2 separate regions of the Sus scrofa genome follow, and region 2 is linked to region 1. Evidence: chromatin contacts called from public promoter capture Hi-C data. All regions are on one chromosome and are shown on one strand. The core of a region is the stretch at or near the end of the contact, and the rest is flanking DNA. Distances in the headings are between cores, read along the strand shown.

The links. Promoter capture Hi-C pulls out the DNA fragments that hold promoters and counts their contacts.
Region 2: a contact with region 1 is called in a promoter capture Hi-C map of liver, with 3 times the contacts expected there. The contact joins the promoter of ZC3HC1 here to the promoter of MKLN1 in region 1. A contact is called at or near these places in 1 of 5 promoter capture datasets (liver) and 1 of 47 Hi-C or Micro-C datasets (epiblast stem cells).

Annotation. Positions count from the first base shown.
Region 1 is chr18:17,828,570-17,834,695 of Sscrofa11.1, forward strand. MKLN1 (muskelin) reads right to left here and starts at 3,950. Exons shown (of 19, transcript XM_021078931.1): 1 at 3,815-3,950. LOC106506781 (a long non-coding RNA gene) reads left to right here. Exons shown (of 12, transcript XR_002340361.1): 8 at 5,205-6,126.
Region 2 is chr18:18,738,028-18,744,153 of Sscrofa11.1, forward strand. It overlaps ZC3HC1 (nuclear-interacting partner of ALK), which reads left to right and starts at 2,790. Exons shown (of 10, transcript XM_021078727.1): 1 at 2,790-2,998; 2 at 5,304-5,415. The coding sequence starts at 2,853.

The DNA of each region.
Region 1 (6,126 bases), core at 2,700-5,199:
TTGTATTACTTCCTTCTTTCCTTATACATCTTTAACCTTACAGATCATTATTTTCTCTTCCCAATACTTTCAAAATTAAAAAAATTGTATCGAAGTATAGTTGATTTAGAATATTGTGTAAATTCCTGCTGTATAGCAAAGTGATTCTTACTCTTTTTCGTATTCTTTTCCATTATGGTTGCTCACAGGATTTTTTTTTTTTTTTGTCATTTCTTGGGCCGCTCTTGCGGCATATGGATGTTCCCAGGCTAGGGGTCAAATCAGAGCTGTAGCCACTGGCCTATGCCAGAGCCACAGCAATGCCAGAGCCACAGCAACTCCAGATCCGAGACACGTCTGTGACCTACGCCACAGCTCACGGCAATGCCGGATCATTAACCCACTGAGCAAGGGCAGGGATCAAACCCGCAACCTCATGGTTCCTGGTCAGATTCGTTAACCACTGCACCATGACAGGAACTCCTCTCCCAGGATATTGAATATAGTTCCTTGTGCTATACAGTGGGACTTGTTTTTTATGGGTTTGATCCCTAGCCTTGCTCAGTGGGTTAAGGATCCGGCATTGCCGTGAGCTGTGGTGTAGGTCACAGATGCGGCTTGGATCTGGCGTTGCTGTGGCTGTGGTGTACGCCGGAGGCTACGGCTCCAGTTGGACCCCTAGTCTGGGAACCTCTATATGCTGTGGGTGTGGCCCTAAAAAGAGAAAAGACAGGAAAAAAAAATTCATCAGTGGTTCTCCCCTGGCCTTAGGAGAAGTTGAAACTTCTTAGGAAGACATAATTTTCATAATACAAGACCCTGCTGATCTTTCTGGGTTCTGCCGTGCATTCATACAAGACAGAATCTACTCCTTGTTGGGCACTGTCCTTTATCTTCAACTCTTTGGGTACACCTTTTTACCGCCAGGACTTAATACCTAGTACCTTCTTCGCCTGGACTGCCTTTCTCTTTAAATAATCCACTTGTCTGGATTATTTCTACTATGCTTCAAACCTCCTCTCTGAATTCATCTTCTATGGTTAGGGACCCTGTCTATGCCCAGTCAAGGTTAAGTGCACTTCCAATGAGTGCCCCAGTGGTTAACATCTCACCATCGTGTAATCACCTGTGCACTCATCTGTCTCCTTATTAAACTACAAGGTCCTTCAGAGCAGACTCTCTTAGTCAAATTTGTATTCCCAGTGTCTTGCACAATACCTGACACACATCAGGCACTCAAAGAGTTGGGTTTCAAAGTCAGATCTTTTCTCTCTGGCACAGACCTCACATTTCTTCATGCTACTTCTTAACATCTTGAACCTGAAAATTTCAAAAATCCGTGCTAGGTATATTTTTTGCCTATCACTAATTAAAATAAAGGCACATAGATTATTAACTCCATGAGGATTCAGTGGATCATTTATTTTCTGAAGAGCCCTTCTTCGTCATTCCACTATTTTGCTCATCAAAATAATGTGGGTTAACTAAATCTAAAATGATTGAAAGATCTTTCGGTACAGTTTTCCATTCTTTCTACCTCATCCTGTTACTTTCGCAACACCCCCAAACAAGCTGAGCGTAAGTTTTTTGGGAATCAGGTCCATTTTATTTGATTGTCTAGCAACTGACACTAAAACGTGATGTAGCAACAGCAAAACCATTTCCCATTGTCATTTCCTCTAAGATCTCTATGGATAGGTGTTAAAGTTTCAATGTCAAAATTTAACATTGCAAAATTCAGCTAAAATGGAAATGTTTATGTAGGGAGTTCAGTATAATCACAGAGTTTTGTATATGGAAGGAATATTAGAGATCTGTTAGCTCAGCACTTTTGTTAAGCTTCCATGAGGAAATGGACATGAGGAGACCTGTAATAGATCACCCAAGGTCACCCAGTCTATAAAATTCCCTGACTTTCAGTCAGCTGACCCTTCCTCAATGCCATATATACCCTTTTATTTTCCATCTAAACAAATTATCTACATCAGAACTTATCTAACTAGTTATATAGCGCTTATCTTTATGATAGTACCTTTGTGATATCCTTGTTATAAAAAGGAAGGAACTGGAAAAAAAAAAAAAAAAGCAAGGCTGTCTTAATCCAGGGACACGGGAGAAATGGTAAAAGAGACAATTAGTACAAAGAAATGGGCTCCTATTTGTCGTGTAGCCTTGTAATCACATTCTGTTCTCTGAGCGCCCCAATGCTAACCCAAGCTTATTTGTGCTTCTGGGGCCTGGATTCTATTCAATTCTATGCCATATTTAGTCTAAATGATTTCCCCAGCTTCAGTGTGTATTTTTTGAGCTTCATTTTAGAAATATCCTACTTAAATCTCCTTTCAACTTGAGTTTGTTTTAGTTCTAAGGCTCAGGAATGAAGATTCTGGGTAAGAGAAATAAAGATGATGAGTTTTTCTAGGCTTTACATTTCAAGAATGGCTTTCTCAAATAGCCACTGGCAGTCTGCTTTATTCCTCAAATGATGACGTTTTCCATGGGAATTAGAATTTAATTGGGATAATTTGTTTTCACAGAAAGCACAGATTTTCTTTCCAAGAGGATCGGTTTGATAATGTTTTACCAGCTAGTGCTATGAGACCAAATATAAACCGGTTCTGAGAAACAGGAAGTGAACCTGACTGGTCTAGTCTGTGTGTCCCTAGCAGTGACGCACATTCAGAAATCAAATTAGGAAAACAAGATATGTGGGTGTGAGGCAATCGATAATAATCCAGGATGCTACAACACAAGCGAGAACGCCTTTAACCAAATGCCATTCATTTTAATAACACCCTGAGAAGTTTGATTTCCACATAACATGCTAGTGATTAGAGAGCAGGATGAGCTTGAGTTCCCTAGCAACAGCATGTGCTTTTGAGACAGTCATTAGCCTTTCAGTTAATCCCGCCAACCCCTTACTGCTAATGTATGACTGACGAAGAAAAAAAAAAAAATGATGTTACAGAAAGTGCTTTGAAATTTCCAGGAGCAAAATGGAAAAGAATAATAATTTTTTAAAAAGTTGTCCTGAGAATTGCATTCAGGTAAAGAGGTAATGTTCCTCCAGCCTGCCTCTGTGGTCACTGTTCTCAGTTCCATGTTTCTGACTCCCCTCCCGGGAAAGGGCTAAAAGGCAGCAGAGGTGAAATTGTTCAGAGTTTAAGGCAGTCCCTTCATGGTCTGAAAGTGGGGGTCAATGGTGGGGCGGGCAGTTTGTGTAGGGTGGATGCCCAGAGAGGGCAGGGTGGGAGGGAACGCAAGGCAGAGTTTTCTTTCTCCTTTAAGTATAATCAATTACTCTGGTTGAAGAAGCTTGGGGAAGGAGAGTGGTAAAGAGAATGAAGCTATTTTTTCTATTGATTGTTTAATTGCACCAGAGGCTGTTTGTCCAAGGCCACTGGCCAAGACCATTATTTTCGTGGCTAAAGTGAGGTTGGGCAGGTTTCCATCCCCTTCCCTAGTTTTAAACAAGACAACCCATAAAGCTCAGCCAGGCTATAGGAATATGTGTATGTTGACTTTTGCTACTCAGCTGTACCCTAAAGCGCCAGGGCTGATGGGCTGGTGGTTCTCAAACCCTGAATCATTCATTGCCTCTAGCTCAGTCCTTGGTTCAGGATGCACAACTCCGTGAAGCCTGGGTCCACTGCAGGGTATTATTTGAATGGTAACTATTGCTGCTGGTCATCCTTATTACAGCCCGGGTTCCTTTCAGCTGGACACTGGGCTCCTTCAGTTTGGCTGGGGTGATTTCTAGTTCTCCCCGTTTCCCCACCTAACCCCCCCTTGCGCGCTCCCTTCCCAAGGCGACCACCTGCGCCACCCCACTTACCATCTGCCCCGCGGGGAGGGCCCCCCGGGGTAGCGGAGCCCTCCCTGCTCCCGGGCGGCTCAGGGGGAACTCGGTGTTTGCCTCCAGCCCTTCGCTACCGGAGAGATCAGGTTCCTCCCCTCCTCCCCCTCCTGCTCCGGCCGCCGCCGCCTCCTTCTTGCATGACACAGCAGAACCGCAGCTGCTGCAGCAAGTCCCAGCCATCCGCCCAGGAAGCGCCGCAACCGGGACTTGGGAGGGGCGGAGGGGGAACCAGGCAGGGGCCACCGTCGAAGGGGATTCTTGCCCCCACTTTGCACCATACACTCTTTTCCCAGCCCAGGGCCACAGGAACAAAATCAGGCTAAAGCCTATCAGGCCAAGCCCTTGAGGAATGCTGGGGTTCGGCGTCAGAAGGGATGGGACCTGAGAGAAGGGTGTGAAGGAGACCCCTGTAGAGGCAGGACATTGCGGGGAAAGAAGGGCAAGAAGAGGCCGAGAAGTCGAGGGCCAGACTGTGAAGGAGAATAAAGGAGGTCAAAGAGAGGTAAGGAGGTAGAGTTGCTGAGAAGGGAGACCTAACTGGGAAGGGGAGGAGGGGACCTGCTGGGGAAGGAGGACTGGGAGGCAGAATGTGGGGAGGCCTGAACTAAGTATCCAGGCAGTGCGGGTCTGAATTGGGAGGCAAAAACAGAAAAGGGGAAAGGGATGGAAGAATTAGGCATTCCATAGGGAGGGAAATATTGGGGGACACATTAAGGGATCAGAGGGAATGTAGTGGAGATCATGCATCATGGCTGATGAGGAAAACTGATGAGGTAGGAAGAGTCAGGGCAAAGCCCAAAGAGAGGATGCTCTTCCATCTCACTCTTCCGTTTCCTGTGAAGTTTCTTTTTATTCTGCCAATCCAACAGGGAATTGTCCTTATAAATGGAAAAGCATGAACTAAAACATAGAAAGAGCTGTTTGGCTTACATTTCCAGGATAAAATCCCAGGGTCCACACAAACTTTCAGGCAGAGATTTGGGATTGGGGGTTGTGATTCAATAACAGGAAGGCACTCAAAACGATGTTACAGTCTCCACACATAACTGGACTTGGTTGGGTCAAAGTGTTTGTTACATGCTTCAGTTAAATGCTAGAAATGACGACAAAGTTTTTGGTCAAAATATCATATAAAGGCATACACTTTTCTCTCTCTACACACACATATGTAAATCCATATGTAATTTCTAGTGTCTACTAGCATGGTCATTATGATTAGAGGAAAATGTGTTGTTCTGATTATTTGATTTCCCACCAAACCCATATACGCATGTTACAGCAGATCAGCTGCTTCTCACCATTTGAAAGAATGTGGTCAGAAAAGTAACACAAAAACTGCCACTATGGTTTTGTCTGTACCTTCCAGGTCGTATCTTCGTACCTCACTTCCTGACACAAACAAGTTTTTACTGTTGTCAGCAACAAAGCCCTAATATAGCTGTGGAAGAGAAGAACTGCATTGCATTTGCCTCCTGCAAGCATCATCAACACGGTTACCAGAGGAATTTAATTCCAGAAAAGCTTTAAAGCTGGTGTGATGGTAATTACGTATCAAATGCCTGATTCTATTTTTGTTATTATTGTTTTGTCATTTCTGATCTACCCAAGAACTGGCTGAACTCTCAGAGAGAAAATCCAGTTTTTCTTTTTGTCTTGGTAAAATTTAATAGAAAAACTGATAGAAAAACTCATTGCTCTTGGGGAAAATAAAGTAAGAGCCACGAAATGTCATTTTAACAGAGCGTGGGTTTTGTGAGTGTAGGAAAGGATTTAAGGACGCTCCTTCTGTTCGGTTTCCTATGTAATGAGCAAAGGCTACACGCACGCACAGACGCCACAGCTCCCGGATGCTATGGCTCCCTTATCTGGGCTTCTGCAGCGCCAGAAGCCTCTCCGGGATGCTTCGAGGGGCTCTTGGTGGGTGGTGGTACGAACGCTGCGGCCGCCGACACCGCCAGTCCTGCCGCTGCTGTTGTTGCTGCTGCAGTCACGTGGGAGGCCCTTTAAGTTTCCATAGAGAGGCCTCTCTGGTGTCACATGATGGACATGATATAATGAAACAACATTGTGGAGAGGAAAGCATTAGGGGAGCCCACGGCTACAAAAACAAGTGAGTGAGAAGAGGTGGGAGGAAGAGAAACTACGCCACCTCTCCTGCAGCTGAGCCGCGCGCAGCAGCAGCCCGGGGGAAGTGGGCGACGCCGGGGGGAAGGGAGACCGGGTCCCCAGCCCCAGCCGGGGGACCCCGCCGCCCACTGCCGAGAGAACAACTTTTAGCCGGCAGCCTC
Region 2 (6,126 bases), core at 1,540-4,039, 910 kb after region 1:
TCCCTTTGGAGGCAAAACTGCACCCATTTGAGAACCACTGATCTAGAGCAACAGGAAGAAAGGTAAAGTACTATCAGAAGGTAAAACTCAATACGTGAAATGAAAAGACAAAGCTGAATTTATTGCTTGCTGAAGGCAGTGAGAGTCATGCTTATCAGGCACAGGTTTAGAGCAGAGCACACTAGCCGTCTTATATCGGCTTTGGAGAAAGAGGGGAGTTTAGGGATTGAACTTTCAGAGGTCTGAGTGTGTTGACCTTCTCTGTAGAAGCGTAACTTGGGTGAGACTATTGTTGATTGGTTGACCCTCAGAGGCATGTGTATTGAAGCGAGTCTGTGACTGGCTGATTTCCAGAATCAATGGGTTGTCTTTGGGCTCGCAAAAGCCTGTTTGCTGGGGTGAGTTATCAATCGATTGGACTTAAAACTGGCTCTGATTTCTGGCTATTACCATGGGAATGTGGGAACTTAAAAAGTTCTCAGTACTCTATATGCTGGTGGGAGATGTGGTGGTGGAAATTTGTGGAAGTTTTCTTCTAATTGTTTTGATTTTTTAAGTGCAATAGGAAACAAGGGCATCGACAGAGAGGATGGGTTTGAAAAGGCCTGGAAGATTTGAGGAGAGAGATATGTAATAATCATCTATGCACATAGGAGAGAACGTAGCCTAGGGAAATGTGATATGATTACTGGGCAGAATTAAGGACCCACCTGAGGCCAACCACAGAGAGACAAATCAACACGTCCTTCATTTTTCTTTAACCATATTCACCTGACAGGGTGTAGGAGCATCGTGGTGGATCAGTAAACTCAATTGCGATTGAGGTTTTGCCATGTGAGTTCTACAAAGGAAGGAAGGTTCAAAGGAGTTCCCCTTGTGGCTCATTGGGAAAGGAACCCAACTAGTATCCATGAAGATGTGGGTTTGATCCCTGGCCTCGCTCAGTGGGTTAAGGATCCGGTCTTGCCATGAGCTGTGGTGTAGGTCTCAGACCAAGCTCAGATCCTGCATTGTTGTGACTGTGGTGTAGACTGGCAACTGCAGCTCCGATTCAACCCTTAGTCTGGGAACTTCTATATGCCTTAGGTGTTGCCCTAAAAAAAAAGCAAGAAAGAAAGAAAAAAAATTGAGGGTACATTTAAGAGAATGTGTTATTTTTAGCTTATTTACTTTGTTTTTTATTATGAGATTGTCAAACATAATAGTAGAAAGAAGACTGTAATAAACCCCTACGAGTCTATAATTTAACACCAATAATTGAAAACACTTCGCGATCTTTTTTCATCTATTTCCTCCTCACATTTTCTTTTTCTTCAGAATTTTAAAGCAAATCCCAGACATCATAGTAGTTCACCTATACATCAAAATGTATCTCATATAAGTAAGGACTTTTCCAAACTGAAACCACAGAGCTCTCTTGTTAGGGATCAGCAACAGGTTAAGGATTCTGTACTGGCTTCAGTTGCTGCTATGGCCTGGGTTCCACCCCTGGCCCAGGAGCTTTCATGTGCTGAAGGCACGGGCAAAAAATTAAAACAAAAACATAATCACAATGCCAATAACATATAACAAAACTAATATGTCTTTAATACTAAATAATTCTCAGTCCATATTCAAAGTTTGCAAAGGAATGATGATGATTGGCAATGAACTGAAGCTGGCTAAGGACAGAAGAAATATGGAGCACAGTGGAATTATGAGAGAACAATGGAAAGGCTGAGATGAATAGGTTGAAGGCGCTGCGGGTGGGAATATTACTGGAGTTGGAAGCACACAGAGAGTGAGCTGGAAGGGTCGGGGGTGGTCCCACTTCCATCTTTGCCTATTGCTCAGTCACATCAGTCTTCTTTTCCTGTTGATTATATGATTATATTGTCTGGATGTTGGAAGAGTCTGGGCAGATCTCTTTCCCACAATCTCATCTATTTTAACTTCAGCACTGATACGCTCAGGAGAATCTGCAGACTGAATTAGGTCCTTCTTTTATATCCTTGGTACTTATTCAGTGCACTTATAACCTCAAAACTTAGGAAAACTTTTTCCAACTCCCCTAAGAACTACATTTTCTTTTTTCACTGCTGTCATTGCCAGGGCCGAGGGCATCATCAGTAGGACACCCTCAATAAATATTTTTTGGACAAAGCGGGGAGAGAGTGTTCAATAACATCAAATGCCAGCGACTTCTGAGCCCATCCACAACGCAGTTTCTAAGAAGGATTCTAAATTCTTTACTAAAGTTACAGTTGCCATTTCCTCATATACAAAAAGATAAACTTAGGAGGGCCTTGAGTTAATTAAGACTAAATTGGGCCCATCACCCTTGCTGGACTCGGAGAGACAGTGCTCTAAAACCCCTTATCCAGGACACAGGTTTGATCCCTGACCTCCCTCAGTGGGTTAATGACCCAGCTTTGCCGTGAACTGTGGTATAGGTTGAAGATTCGGCTAAGATGTGGCGTTGCTGTGGCTGGGGGTGTAGGCCAGCAGCTGCAGCTCCAATCGGACACCAGACTGGGCACCTCCATTTGCCGCAAGTGGGGCCCTGAAAAAGTAAATAAAACAAAGACTTAAAAAAACCCAAAAACTCTTATCAACCCAAATATGCTCCTGCATAAAGGAAACGACTAATCTTGGTGTTTCATCACAGTCCTCTTGTGATGGCTAACCTCATTTTAAAATAAGGGTTTATCTCCGGTCTAAAATGGCCAAGTAAAGCTGCGCCCCGCGATCAGACAAGGCAAGTCCCTTGGGCAAACGCGTGGGCGGCAGCCTGGAAGGGAGGATCTTAACCACCCAGAACGGAAGTTCCTGAGCCTTCACACCCGCGGGAAACAACTCGGCAACGGACCAAGATGGCGGCGCCCAGTGAGGGGCCAGCGTTTGCCGCGGGGGTCGAAAAAAATTGGAGTGCAATTGTTCGCTCCCCAGAAGGGACTCCCCAAAAAGTTCGGCAGCTGATAGATGAGGGGATTGCCCCAGAAGAGGGAAGCGCCGAAGCGTGAGTCCGCGAGTCCACCCTGGGTCTCTCAACGGCAGATTGGAGAGGGTTTGGGGGACCTTGGGCAGGGAGGGGAATACCCTAGGTCTGTAACTCGGGCGGGGGGGATGGCTTCGCCCTGGTATCTTAAAGACCCTGGGGTTGCTTTGCTTAGTTAGCTTTAATCTTCTACTTGGGAAGTACTGGATTCTGCACCTGGGGCGCGGTTTTGCTCTAAGACAAGTGGGGGGTGGGGGGAGAGGACCGCTAACTGATGTTAGCTTCTTAACCTGTTTTAAGCCTCAGACACCTTTGGCAGCCTGGTATAGTTTATGAACCCCGTCTCAGAATTTTATTTTTAATTTTTAAACGCATAAAGTAAATTATTTAGGATTATGAAGAAACCAATTACGTTGGAATACAGTTATCAAGGTAGTAAAAGAGGAAAAAAAGATGCAGTAAATGCCTCATTATTCAAGAGTTAAGTAATGTCTAGTAATAGGTCTTTTGTCTACCGTAATTTTGAAATAGTGATGAGCATAAACAGTATTTCAAAACATGTGCAACAAACATAATGTGACAAAATATCTATGATTTCCATTGGTGACAAATTTACAGGTTCTGCTGATTTACTTTATTTTTGTCATTTTAGGGCCACATCCGCGGCAAATAGAGGTTCCCAGGCTTGGGGTCCAATTGGAGCTGCAGCTGCAGGCCTACACCACAGCCACATCAAGACCAGATCCTAGCCACGTCTGTGACCCACACCACAGCTCATGGCAACACTGGATCCTTAACCCACTGAGTGAGGCCAGAGATCCAACCGGCATCCTCATGGATACCAGTCAGATTCATTTCCAATGTGCCACAGCGGGAACTCCTACTATGGCTTTTTAAAATTACCTTCATTCAGGAGTTCCCGTCATGGCTCAGTGGTTAATGAATCCAACTAGGAACAATGAGGTTGCGGGTTCAGTCCCTGCCCTTGCTCAGTGGGTTAAGGATCCGGCATTGCCGTGAGCTGTGATGTAGGTTGCAGACTCGGCTCTGATCCTGTGTTGCTGTGGCTCTGGTGTAGGCTGGCGGCTATAGCTCCAATTCGACCCCTAGCCTGGGAACCTCCATATGCCTCGGGAGCAGCCCAAGAAATGGCAAAAAGACAATAATAATAATAATAATAAAATAAAGTAAAATAAAACTACCTTCCTTCATAATGGAAGGAAATGCTACATTTCAGTTAGAGATTACTAAAATGTCATTTTTTTTTCCATCCAAGTTTATGGATCCTCTGAGTTTTTTTCCAAGAACCACACATCTCTCGGGCTCTCTCTGACTCCCAGAAAGATTCTTAGTGTAAATTACTTTCTTTCTAAGAGTTCCCGTCGTGGCTCAGTGGTTAACGAATCCAACTAAGAACCATGAGGTTTCGGCTTTGATCCCTGGCCTTGCTCAGTGGGTTAAGGATCTGGCATTGCTGTGAGCTGTGGTGTAGATTGCAGACACGGCTCGGATCCTGTGTTGCTGTGGCTCTGGTGTAGGCTGGCGGCTACAGTTCCGATTGGACCCCTGCCGTGGAAGTGGCCCAAGAAATGGCAAAAAGACAATAAACAAAAATTAATAAATAAATAAATAAATTACTTTCTTTCTAGTTATAATAGTTGGTGTAACCCTACTTTTATCAAAATTATTTTTGTCTTTAGCAATTCCTCTCTCTACCCTTCCCAGGCACTGTTGAAATGCCTTTCACTGAAAATAAAAGAATTGTTTTGCTGGGCTTTTCCTCCTTGAATTTTTTCATGAAATAACCTAGAACTCTTTACTTTGGTTTAAATTTTCAAATTCTTTTTGGGGAGGGGTGGGTATCAAGGATCAATCCAGGTAGAAATATCCAAACTGTTGTTTTCTGCTGTTACTTAAGTTACATTTCTAAGGTGGTTCAAATTGTATTATGCATAGAAGACTCGGGTCTTATTTTGTGTTTATGAAAGTTATGCAAAATGCTGTTGGAGAACAGTGAATGAGGTAGAACAGTTTGCTAATCAGTATAGGATTAGTGGAGCATGGTGAAGAAATTGCTTGAAACTTAGTTACAGCCAAACTGTAAAGAGATTTGAACGCCAGACTGAAGAATTTGCATTCTACCTGTAAGTATTGTGAAACTATTGAAAATGCTAAGCAGAGAAATTACAGGATTAATAGTATTTAGAAAGTCTAAAATCCAATGTGCTGTGACTGATGATATGATGTGCAGAGAAGCTAGATACAAAATAGTTAGGCAAAGTGATGCCTTGAAAGGATTACCAGTAGTTCTTCCACTTTGTTTTAGAAAGGACACATCTGCCACATTCCAGCCAGTTAATGGATCACCCCAAGCAGAAGAACCTCCGTTGGAATCTACAAGCAAAGAAGCCTTCTTTAGCAGAGTGGAAACATTTTCTATATCCTTTTTTGGTTCACGTGAGTTGCACTTTCTGCCTGCTCCTGGAATTATTCTTTCAGGCATAATAACATATTCTTATGTTTTCATTCTTAGAATTAAACTTGGTAAGGAATTTTTAAGGTAAAGTAGTGTTCTAAAATGTCATCCCTTGGAGTTCCTGTTGTGGCACAGTGGTTAAAGAATCTGACTAGGAACCATGAGGTTGCGGGTTTGATCCCTGGCCTCACTCAGTGGGTTAAGGATCCAACGCTGCCATGAGCTGTGGTGTAGGTCACAGATGTGGCTTGGATCTGGTGTTGCTGTGGCTGTGGTGTAGGCCAGCAGCTGTAGCTCCAATTTGACCCCTAGCCTGGGAACTTCCATATGCCACAGGTGTGGCCCTAAAAAAGCCAAAAAATAAATAAATAAAATAAAATGATATCCCTCAAAGGGACATTTGAAATCAAACCTTTTCTTTTTTACAGAAGAAAAAACTAAGAACCTGAGAGAAGGAATAATAACTGACATTCATGTGTAGTATGTTTTCACATATATTGTCACAACCGAGCTTCATCTTAAATGTATGAAAATAAATATTATTATTCTCATTTTATAGAAGAGGAAATAGTTTCAGGTGGGTTATGTGACTTACCCAGGATCAACTTGCTAGCAAGAGCCAGGATTATAGTGTGAGGCTCTTGGCATGCAAACCTAATGTTTTCTGAGATAA